Regions from separate parts of the Mus musculus genome. Here region 2 is linked to region 1. Evidence: chromatin contacts called from public HiChIP or PLAC-seq data. All regions are on one chromosome and are shown on one strand. Each heading gives the region's core, a stretch centred on a gene start, on an enhancer-like site or on the middle of the called end of the contact. The rest is flanking DNA. Distances are from core to core; before and after follow the strand shown. Region 1 holds the start of Smu1 (smu-1 suppressor of mec-8 and unc-52 homolog (C. elegans)). Region 2 overlaps Gm34289 (a long non-coding RNA gene).

What was found. HiChIP or PLAC-seq counts read pairs in DNA pulled down with a chosen protein or histone mark.
Region 2: an H3K4me3 HiChIP or PLAC-seq map of embryonic stem cells shows a contact between it and region 1, with 10 times the contacts expected there. The contact joins the enhancer-like site here to the promoter of Smu1 in region 1. A contact is called at or near these places in 20 of 39 promoter capture datasets (the 3T3-L1 cell line, 3T3-L1-derived adipocytes, the C10 cell line and 14 more), 3 of 15 datasets of contacts at CTCF or cohesin (CD8 T cells, the NIH/3T3 cell line and pro-B cells), 12 of 484 Hi-C or Micro-C datasets (B cells, the C2C12 cell line, CD8 T cells and 6 more), 36 of 115 datasets of contacts at active chromatin or transcription factors (the 230-238 cell line, CD8 T cells, DN3 thymocytes and 23 more) and 4 of 9 other capture datasets (adipose tissue, liver, macrophages and 1 more).

The regions. Positions count from the first base shown.
Region 1 is chr4:40,756,051-40,760,833 of GRCm38.p6, forward strand. Smu1 (smu-1 suppressor of mec-8 and unc-52 homolog (C. elegans)) reads right to left here and starts at 1,835. Exons shown (of 12, transcript NM_021535.4): 1 at 1,727-1,835. The coding sequence starts at 1,752.
Region 2 is chr4:40,895,141-40,900,205 of GRCm38.p6, forward strand. Gm34289 (a long non-coding RNA gene) reads left to right here. Exons shown (of 4, transcript XR_001784553.1): 4 at 4,872-5,065. Among named protein-coding and RNA genes, the nearest start is that of Spink4, 22 kb to the right of the region's middle. Within about 2 kb of position 3,516, at least 36 of the 459 cell types and tissues checked have an H3K27ac peak or open chromatin away from gene starts, as enhancers often do. A contact at or near this core is called in adipose tissue, bone marrow-derived macrophages, differentiating embryonic stem cells and 3 more, where this site is marked.

The sequences.
Region 1 (4,783 bases), core at 585-3,084:
GGCCAGTCTGGTCTACAGAGTGAGTTCCAAGACAGCAAGGACGACACAGAGAAACCCTGCCTCAAAAAAACAAAATTAACAAATTGAGTCATCTAAAATGCTATAAAAAAATCTGGTCTGTTAAAAAATTGAGTTCTAGCATTCTGGAGGCAGAGAAAGAAAGGAAGGTGAATCTCTCTGAGTTTGAGGCCAGCCTGGTCTACAGAGTGAGTTCCAGGACAGCCAGGACCCTGTCTTAAAACAATAACAACAACAATAATAATAACAATAATAATATGAACATGCAGTTATTCCTCATATAGAAGGGTATTCAAGACTCAAAGATTGGTCGTTAAGGCTATTATTAGACCTCAGGGTAAAATATCCTTTGCAGTTCCTGTCCCGACTAACATTATCCAACACGTTTTGTCGCTGTTTTATTTTTCTACACAGGGACCATCTGTTACTGCGTCATATTTTATTTACTGTTTTTGTCTACTGTCTGCCTCCCGCAATCAAAGCATATATTCATTTAAAGACGATTTATAAAGCTGGGGGTTGGCACACGTCTTTAATTCCAGCACTCCGGAGGCAGAGGCAGGTGAATCTGAGTCTGAGACTCACCTGGTCTACAGAGTGAGTTCCAGGACAGCTACGGCTTCACAGAAAACCTTGTCTCAGAAGCAAAACCCAGGAAAAAAACGACTTACATATAACTGAGTTAAAAATATGTATCTCACCGGGCGTGGTGGTGCACGCCTTTAATCCCAGCACTTGGGAGGCAGAGGCAGGCAGATTTCTGAGTTCGAGGCCAGCCTGGTCTACAAAGTGAGTTCCAGGACAGCCAGAGCTATACAGAGAAACCCTGTCTCGGAAAAAAAAAAAAAAAAAAATATATATATATATATATATATATATATATATATATATATATATATCGCTATGAAGAGGCTCAGGCTGGACTCCAGGCCTTCCTACTTGCCCATTTAATACTGCGATCATAGACGTGCATACTTCACATCCAGCTTCAGTCTTAAAAATACATAGCAGGTTTCAGACTCCGCCGACTTAATTAATAAACCTTGCTTTTCTGCAGATCTTCAGAACATGCGTATCTCTCCCCTCCACTCAGAACACAGCTGTTTGCTAATTTCATAATTTAATTTTACTTTTCAAAAAATAAAAGGCGGTGGGTGGAGTCCTGGGGAGTCCAAGCAAGACTCTTCAGTCACTCACTCCCCGCCCACCTGGCTCCTCGTCGCCGTCCCCGCCTTCACTAAGTCTCATTCTTCTGACTCAATCAATATTCAAATTCTGTGTCCACAAAGAGGTTCTCTCTCTCTGCAAATTGCAAACCAAATCAATACACCACACTGGATCTAATCAGATAGGAGAAGCAGCAGAGTCTTTGGGGTAACTAGTGCTTGGACCAGAAGGAAGAGCTGAGGGACTGGCGGACACCCGGGCAGCGCCGAGGGCGGTGTGGCTAGCAGAGGAAACCACAGTAGTCAGGTCTACTCGGTGTGCCCCAGCACAGCCCGACGCCGGGGCCCAGGGGCTCCAGACGGCCCGCCCCACGGCTGCTCTCTCGCGGGCCCATCTAAAGAGGGAGCCAACCCGGAAAGTGCTTCGAGGCCGCAACCTCCGGCGCGCAGCTCCCCCTCCAACGTCCTCCGACCACCCTCCACTCCACCCCACGCCACGCCGCGAACACGCCACGCCGCGAACACGCCACGGCAGGACTCACTCGGAAGACTCGATTTCGATCGACATAGCGGTAACGCTCCGGGTCCAGGCCCCACTCAGCACACAGCCGGTCGCACAACGCCGCGCGACACTTCCGGCGGCCGCGCTGCGACACTTCCGCTCCGTTAGGGTCTAAAGGGCGAAGGAAGAACACGCCCAGGTGGGCGGGGCGTGAGGGGCGGGGCCTCGCGAAAGCGTGGCAGGACTACGAATGCCCATCGGTTTCGCGAACGTACACACAGGTGGAGTCTTTCTACAGCCTTGGCTGTCCCGCCCTCCTCTGCCTCCCTAATGCTAGGATTAAAAGTGTGCGCTATCGCGCTCAGATCCAGCTAAGAATTAAGTTGGAAAAAGCTGCGGTTACGGAGAAAGAAATGTAACCAAATGCGAAGTTATAACAGATCTGAGACTCCTTTCAATATAGAGTTTAAATCATACCTTACTGGTATGGCATGACAGAGCTGAGGACATAGCTCAGTGATCAGAGTGTTTACCTAGCAAGTCAGACGCCCTGGTTCAATCCCCACTAATAAAAAACCATACATAAATATTGATGAATTTTATAAATAAAGGCTAGGGAAAAGGTGGGATGGACATGCAGCTTATAGCTGGCTTCAAACTAATTATATAGTTGAAGATGCCCCTACTTTCCAAGGGCTAGAATTACAGATGGCATCACAGTGCTTATCTCCAATAAGAGCTATTTTAAAATTCTATTGACAAAGTACATATATATGTATACACTTATATATATATACATATTCATACATATACATATACATATATATACACACACACAACACAGTGGCATGTCTATCTTGTGAAATTACATATTGAGATAGTTTAGGGATTTCTAATGGCTCTTGTCTACCTTCCACACAATTTCTTTACAGTCTCCTTTTTTCCCCCCAGTGCTAGGTATCAAAACCAGAGCCTTTCAATATAGCCGCTCATATGCTGTTTATGTTTTCATTTTTACTTGATTTTTGTTTGTTTGTTTTGTTGTATTGTGTTTGGTTTTTGACACAGGATTTCTCTTTGTAGCCCTGACTGTCCTGGAACTTGTTCTGTAAGCCAGGCTGGCCTTGCTGCCTGCCTCTATTCCTGAGTGCTGGGACTAAAGGAGGGAAATTTTTAAAAAGAGTCGTTTGAAACTAAGTAGAGAAAATGACATATGCTACTGTTACAATGAATGGGATCTTCTAAGGTGCTTGGATTAAAGAGGTGTATCACCATGCCCAGCTCTTTCACGTTTCAAATCACCTATTTCCCATCAACTCTAAAGAACACAGTCTCAGCCAAGCAGTGGTGGCACACCCCTTTAATTCCAGCACGGTGGAGGCAGAGGCTGGAAGCTCTGTGAGTTCAAGGCCAGCCTGGTCTACAAAGTGAGTTTCAGGACAGCCAGAGAAACCCTATCTCAATAATAAGTATAATGACTTCTGAGATAGTCTCATTCAGAGCACAGCATAGGAATTTATTTCTTTCTTCTTTTCTCTCTCTCTCTCTCTTTCTTTCTCTCTCTCTCTCTCTCTCTCTCTCTCTCTCTCTCTCTCTCTCTCTCTCTCCCTTCCTTCCTTCCTTCCTTCCTTCCTATCTTTCTTCCTTTGTTTCTTTCCTTTGTTTGTTTGTTTGTTTTCTGAGATTGTGTTTCTGTGTCTCCATGGCTGTCCTGGGATGAGCTGATTCTCCCCTTCCATCACTTGGAAGAATATTGAAGGGAAGATTACAAAATATTGGGAGGTCCCTGAGTCAAGTACTGCTGAGAACATACTGCAGAAATCCCTATGAGAAATGGTTCCAACAGGCAGGCTAGATAGTGCAGGCCCCTAATGCCAGGTACTCAGGAAATAAGGTTAGAAGATCACAAATTCAAAGCCTTCTCAGGCTACAAGGAATTCAAGGGCAACTTAGTGAATGCCTATCTAAAACTAAAAGGTGGGAGGAGGAATGACGATGTAGCTCAGTGGTAGAACTTGCACAGCATGTACAAGGTTATGGGGTAAATCCTCAGTACTTACTACAGAAAACAAGTAATTCCAAACAAATATTCATATTCTCTTAACTTTTTGCTTACTTTAACCTTAGAAGGATCTTTTGGAAACGAAATCTCTGGGATAACATTGTAAGAGTCTCTCTGGAATAAGCATTCCGACACCAGTGAGAGTGGAACACACATTCACCAAAGCCAGGATAGATCCTCAAAGATGCAGAGCCAGCTGCACATTTATTTTATACTCTAAAACCACAAGGTGGGCAAGCCAGCAGGTTAGCAAACAGAAGCAAACAGGAAGTTAGCTAGGGGAGCTTTGGTTTTTAAAAGTGTTTCAGTTGACTGGTGTAATCTTTTGTGGTCAGGTTGCAAAGGACAACGACCTATTGTTTGTCTTTCTACCTTATTCTACTTCACTCCCTCTTTTTTTTTCCGGTTTTTCGAGACAGGGTTTCTCTGTGTAGCCCTGGCTGTCCTGGAACTCACTCTATAGACCAGGCTGGCCCCAACCTCAAAAATCCACCTGCCTCTGACTCCCAATGCTGCGATTAAAGGTGTGTGCCACCATGCCCAGCTCACTCTCTCTTCTTATGAATCTGTCTTGAAGAAACAGGTTGGCACTCCTAGAATATCATCAGTAGGTTTATTACTCTCATTCTAGTTTTGGTGAACCTGGACAGGGTCTTCAAGATGCAAAGCCTGAACGTTGTCATTTTAAGAGGCCCCATTAAAAGAGCCAGCCAGGGTGCCCATGTTGTCCAAATTGTATTCCAGTGGCTCCCCTTTTGTACCTCTAGCCTTAGTCCTCTTCAATAAGTTTTCGGCATTCTCCTGTGCTATTTTTGACTGATTAGTATAGTAGAGAGCTGGCTGTCTTGAACTTGTTGGATGTTGAATGCAGTGGCACCAGTGCTCATGGACCCTGTCCGGGCTGCTCCCAGTAAGACTGGTAAAAGTACAGGCATTCTCTTATTTCCTTTCTTCTTTACATATAATTTTCTCTTCCTTCCTTCCTTCCTTCCTTCCTTCCTTCCTTCCTTCCTTCCTTTCCTTCTTTCTTATTTT
Region 2 (5,065 bases), core at 2,266-4,765, 140 kb after region 1:
GTCATGGTGTCTGTTTACAGCAGTAAAACCTTAACTAAGACAGAGGGGTAGAGCATCCAAGACAGAAGCTGCAACAAGACCTGGATCTCGGCCATGGGAATTCTGTCTTGGATGCTCTCGCCCAGTCCTATGCCTGGCAGTGACTCAGTATAGATGCTCTTCCTACACTCTGCAGAGTTCTCACTCTCACTTGCCAATCCCTCCTTATTCTGATCATTAGTGTAGTTAATAATTCCTTAGGTTAAGCTTTCTCTATTTGAATTACTTTATGGCTTCTCTTCTACAATTGGAACTTAACTGGTAGAGGAACTGAGATATATAATGTAGGCTCCCTATCTGACTGATTAGAGTTTATCGTGTATGGAGCAGGTGGACTGGAGTGTAAAAGAAGCCATTCTTTAGAACAAAAGAGAAGAATGAAATAGGTTCTGAGTTGGGCATGAAGGTACATGCATATAATCCCAGCACTTAGGAGGCAGGGGCAGGAAGATCAGGAGTTCAAGACTAGTCTAGCTTACATAGGAAGTTCAGGTCAGCCTGGGCTACAAGAAAGCCTACTCTCAAAAAGCAAATGAAATATAATCATCATCACAGATGCTGGAGAGAGGGCTCAGCAGTTAAGAGCACTTGCTGCTCTTGCAGAGGACTGGGGTGTTTCTCAGGATCTACCTGACAATGAACAACCAGCCGTACCTCTAGTTTCTGGGGATCTCATGCCCTCTTCTGGCCGCTTCAAATCTGCACCCACATGGTGCACATACACAAAGCCAGACAAATATTCAACACATTAAAAAAGAATAAATCTTAAAAACAACTACAAAAAGAAATAGATGCTGAAACTCCCAGGTAGTCTAATAATTTGAATAATTAATCCCCAAACTTACACTAGCTTTAGTTTATTTTTGTAGTTTTTAACCAGAAGAGTCTGACTGAGAGATGCTGTCTCTTCACAGTCTCTATCACTTCAACAGATCCACCTTCACTGTTTTCTGCTCTTCCTTGGGTACTGAGAAGTTAGCTGAAGAGTACATAACCCTCTGCCTTCCAGTTCAGTTCTGCTAATCAGTGATGCTACAAGATATGAGAGGTGTCAAGGTGCTTACTATTCCCTAATTCCACTCCAATCCCTCCCCCCCCCCCCGGACCCTCCACTCCCAACCTACCCCCGCCTTCACCCCACCCTACTCCCCACTTTCAAACACCCCCGTCCCTCTATGCCCACCCTACTCCATCCTTCAAACACCCTTGCCCCTGACTCCTTACTCCTGTCCCTACCTCTGCCTGCACTTCCACCTCTCCCACCCCGCCCCCATTCCTACCACCACCACCACCACCACCACCACCACCACGCCTCCCCCATCCACCCCTTTCCTGACAGACTGCCTGGCAGGTATCAGTGCATAATATCTCCTAAAAATCCCTGTCTGCCCTGCTCTCCCAGAACGGCTTCTGCCAGGCCTCCTGGGAGGACATCTCTATCCTAGGACACTGGTCCCAAGTCCTCACAGGTTCTCATTTGTTTGTTACTTTAACCTCACTGGAACCTCTGTAACAGTCCCTGCATCAGATCCTCAGGGAGGGATGAAGAAGCCTCAGCTGATATTCCAGCAGAGGAGGGGAGTGAGGGTTTAGGATACCTAACAGAGAGATGGAGATTTCTGACATACATAGTCAACTGTAGTAAAATTTAAGAAAAAAAAAAAAAGCTTTTAGAGGCGGGCTGTTTAAATTATCGATTCATACTATTCCACAGTTTCCTTATTAACTGAGAGGGAGATTGTGGAAAGAACTTCCTCAATCATAATGAAGGATTTAGAAATCTCGGGGCCAGAGAGGTGGCTGGACAGCCAGGAGCTGGCAAGCCAACAACGGAAGATGGATCCCAGGCCGAACACGGCAGCAGTGTTACAGGCCTGGCTGTGAGTCTAGAGGGCTGACAGTTAGTTTCCAGGTTCTCGTGCCGCCTCCCTGGATTAGTTCTTTGTCTTTATTTTATGTGTACGTGGGCTTGGCCTCCATGCCTGTGCACCACATGGATTCTTGGTGCCCACAGAGGCCAGAAGAGGGCAATGGATTCCCCTGGTCATTGTGAGCAGCCCTGTTGGAGCTGGGAATCGAATCCAAATTCTCTGGAAGAGCAGCCAGTTCTCTTACCCACAGAGCCGTCTCTCCAGAACATACCTCGTAGGAGTTGTACAGAGACGTGTGGAAAGTTACAAGAAATGGAAGAGCTTGTTAAGGGAGAGGCCCAGAGGAGCCCAGAGGCATCCCAGGCCTTCCCAGGGGCCTGGCTCCCACAGGCCATTAACATAGTACCCTCCCCCTCCACGTTCATAAACTTGCCTGTTTCTCAAACATGCTCTGAAGGGAGGCAGGTGGGCTCTGGACTGCCAGTCTCTTGTTTCCGCTTTCCTGCTGCCTTTAGTAAGTTAACCTCTAGAACCCTCTTCTCCCTTCCCACTTCCTATTCTCCTGCCTCAGAAGGTGAGAGTCAACTCCTGCAAATGGTCCTCTAACTTCCATACAAGCACTGTGGCATGTGTCGCACACTTACACAAAATGAATGAATAATGTAATTTAAAAAGATTTTTAAAGGGGGAAAAAACCCTCTTAGAGATCCCAATTTTGGCTGGAGAGATGGCTCAGCGGTTAAGGGCAGACTGCTCTTCCAAAGGCCCTGAGTTCAAATCCCAGCAACCACATGGTGGCTCACAACCATTGGTAATGAGATCTGTCACCCTCTTCTGGAGTGTCTGAAGACAGCTACAATGTACTTACATCTAATAAATAAATCTTTAAAAAAAAAGAAAGAAAGAAATCCCAATTTCTCTATATTGAGAGATGCATATCTGTCCCTACAACAGGGACATGGCTGGTTAACTTACAATCATAGTATGCAAGGCTCTATGATTAGCCAAAGAATGACACCTGAACTCAAATAGTTTATAAACACAAAGAGTATTTTATTCTGTGAAGTCCAGCATGCTGGGGTCTCCCCATTACCAAGACAGAGAGAGAGAGACAACCAAGTGAGCTTGCAGGTCAGATCTAAAGCACGATAGGGGATTCCAGAGCTGGTGACCTTTATCCTACTCCATCTGTGGGGTCTCGAAACTGCTGTGTATTATAAAAAAAGAAAGGAAGAACCAGGAATATGTTTGATAGAGGTGCGGTATGGTGCAGGGTACGGGCATGCCTCTACAGACTCAAGCTGTTCGACAGCCATCCGACAGATATAGTGTGGAATAGTTTGTTTAGGGCACGGGAAGGGGAGTTGAGGGAGGAGAGACAGAGAAAAACAGAGGAGGGAGAGAGAGAGAGAGAGAGAGAGAGAGAGAGAGAGACTGGCCATGAACACATGGAGAGAGAGTGGGGAGGGGAATGGGGAGGGACAGAAGAAAGAGTAAGAGAGTAAGAGAGTGAGGAGGGGGCAAGCAGCCTCTTTTATACTGAGTGAGGCCTACCTGGCTGTTGCCAGGTAACTGTGGGGCAGAGCCTAGAAGGAATGCTAACACAAGGTAGGCGGCCTTTCCTTATCTTACTCTGTCTCCAGGGGGATGGGGGCTGGAAACTGTTACTGGGGAGGTCTGGAAACTTGCTGACCCATTGTCCTTGCTTCAGGCCAGGTTGCAGGGAAGCTTCTGATAGTTGCTGACTAGCTGCCCGAAGACTGAGGTTTTTTTTCTAGTAACTGGCATGCCTGGGCTTGCTTGGACTTGCCCAGTTCTTAGGCCTAGTCTCCTAGGCTGCCAATTTGAAGCCAGTCATGGAGTCAGCCGGTCTCATCATTATAGCGTGTTAATTATGATTGCAGCAATTCTAATAGTGAAGCGTTTATAGTGTGCTAGGTGAAAAAGTAAGGCACGTAATGTATAGCTATTATAATTTCAGTTATGTTAAATGTGGACAAATACACATGGAGCAGGAAACGTGTAAAAAAATTTTTTTTCACCAAAATGTATAGCAGTTGTTATTAGGGAGTGAGTTTGCAGGGGGAGGGGGAGCCTATTTTCCTTCTTCAAAAATTGTACTATTATTTTTATATATTTATTTAGAGTGTGTGTGTGTGGGGGGGTGTTATTTAAGTGCTTTTATGTGCATGTAGAAGCCAAAGGACAACTTGGGGGAGTTAGTTCTCTCCTTCCATCATGGGGATCCTGGGGGATTGAACTTAGGTCTTCAGACCTGGCAGCAAGCCCCTTTACCCACAGAACCATCTCACAATTCCCAAAGCTGTTTTCCTTTTTAGGCAGAGCTTTGTTTCTGAAGAGAACACTCGTCCCATGCTGGTTCCTTCGCCAGGAACAGCCTGACCTTGGCAACTCCCATCCAAGGAATAGGCCTCCTCTGATACACTGTTGACTAGGCTAGGGGTGGAGCCCTAAGCAAACTGGGTAAAATCTCTCCAGAAAGGGGTCAGGTGAGCCAGGTTTTGTGGGCACACTTGTAGTTCTAGTACTCTGTAGGGTTTAGAGTTTAAATGTAGTCTGGACTATTTAGTTAGAAGACATCCAAGAAAAGAAGGAAGACGAAGAAGGAAGACGGAAGAGGGAAGGGGGCGGGGAGAGAAGGAAAGGAAGAGAAAAATGAGGAACAACCCAGCTTAATACCCCTCTTCCTTTCCATGTAAATATAGGCATGCCTGCCTTTCTCTGAATTTTTGAATAGAATTAAGACATCTACTTCCCCGTGGACATTAGGAGATTATATCTGCTCTGGTTCTCTGGAGAATGTGGGCATATTCTCCAGCTGAAAGCTATACCTCTCCCTGGGCCAGGAGCAGGCAAAGTGCTGCAGGGAGGGTCTTGGTGTGTCTATATGTTTTATTTTGTCAGGCTTATCCATGTCACAGTTTTCTGCTTCCTTTCCAGTTGTTTGCTGCTCTCCTGAGATAGGCAGCAGCTACAGTGTTTGAATAAAAATGGTTAGTTGGGAGCCAACTCTCAGCAGAAAGCAGCTATCTTCTCTACATCCATCTTGGGCTATTTACTTACAGGTTGGTACTTTTCCACCATGACAAGAGGCTTGTTTTCCTAACATGATGTTTTTGCAAGCAGCCCACCAC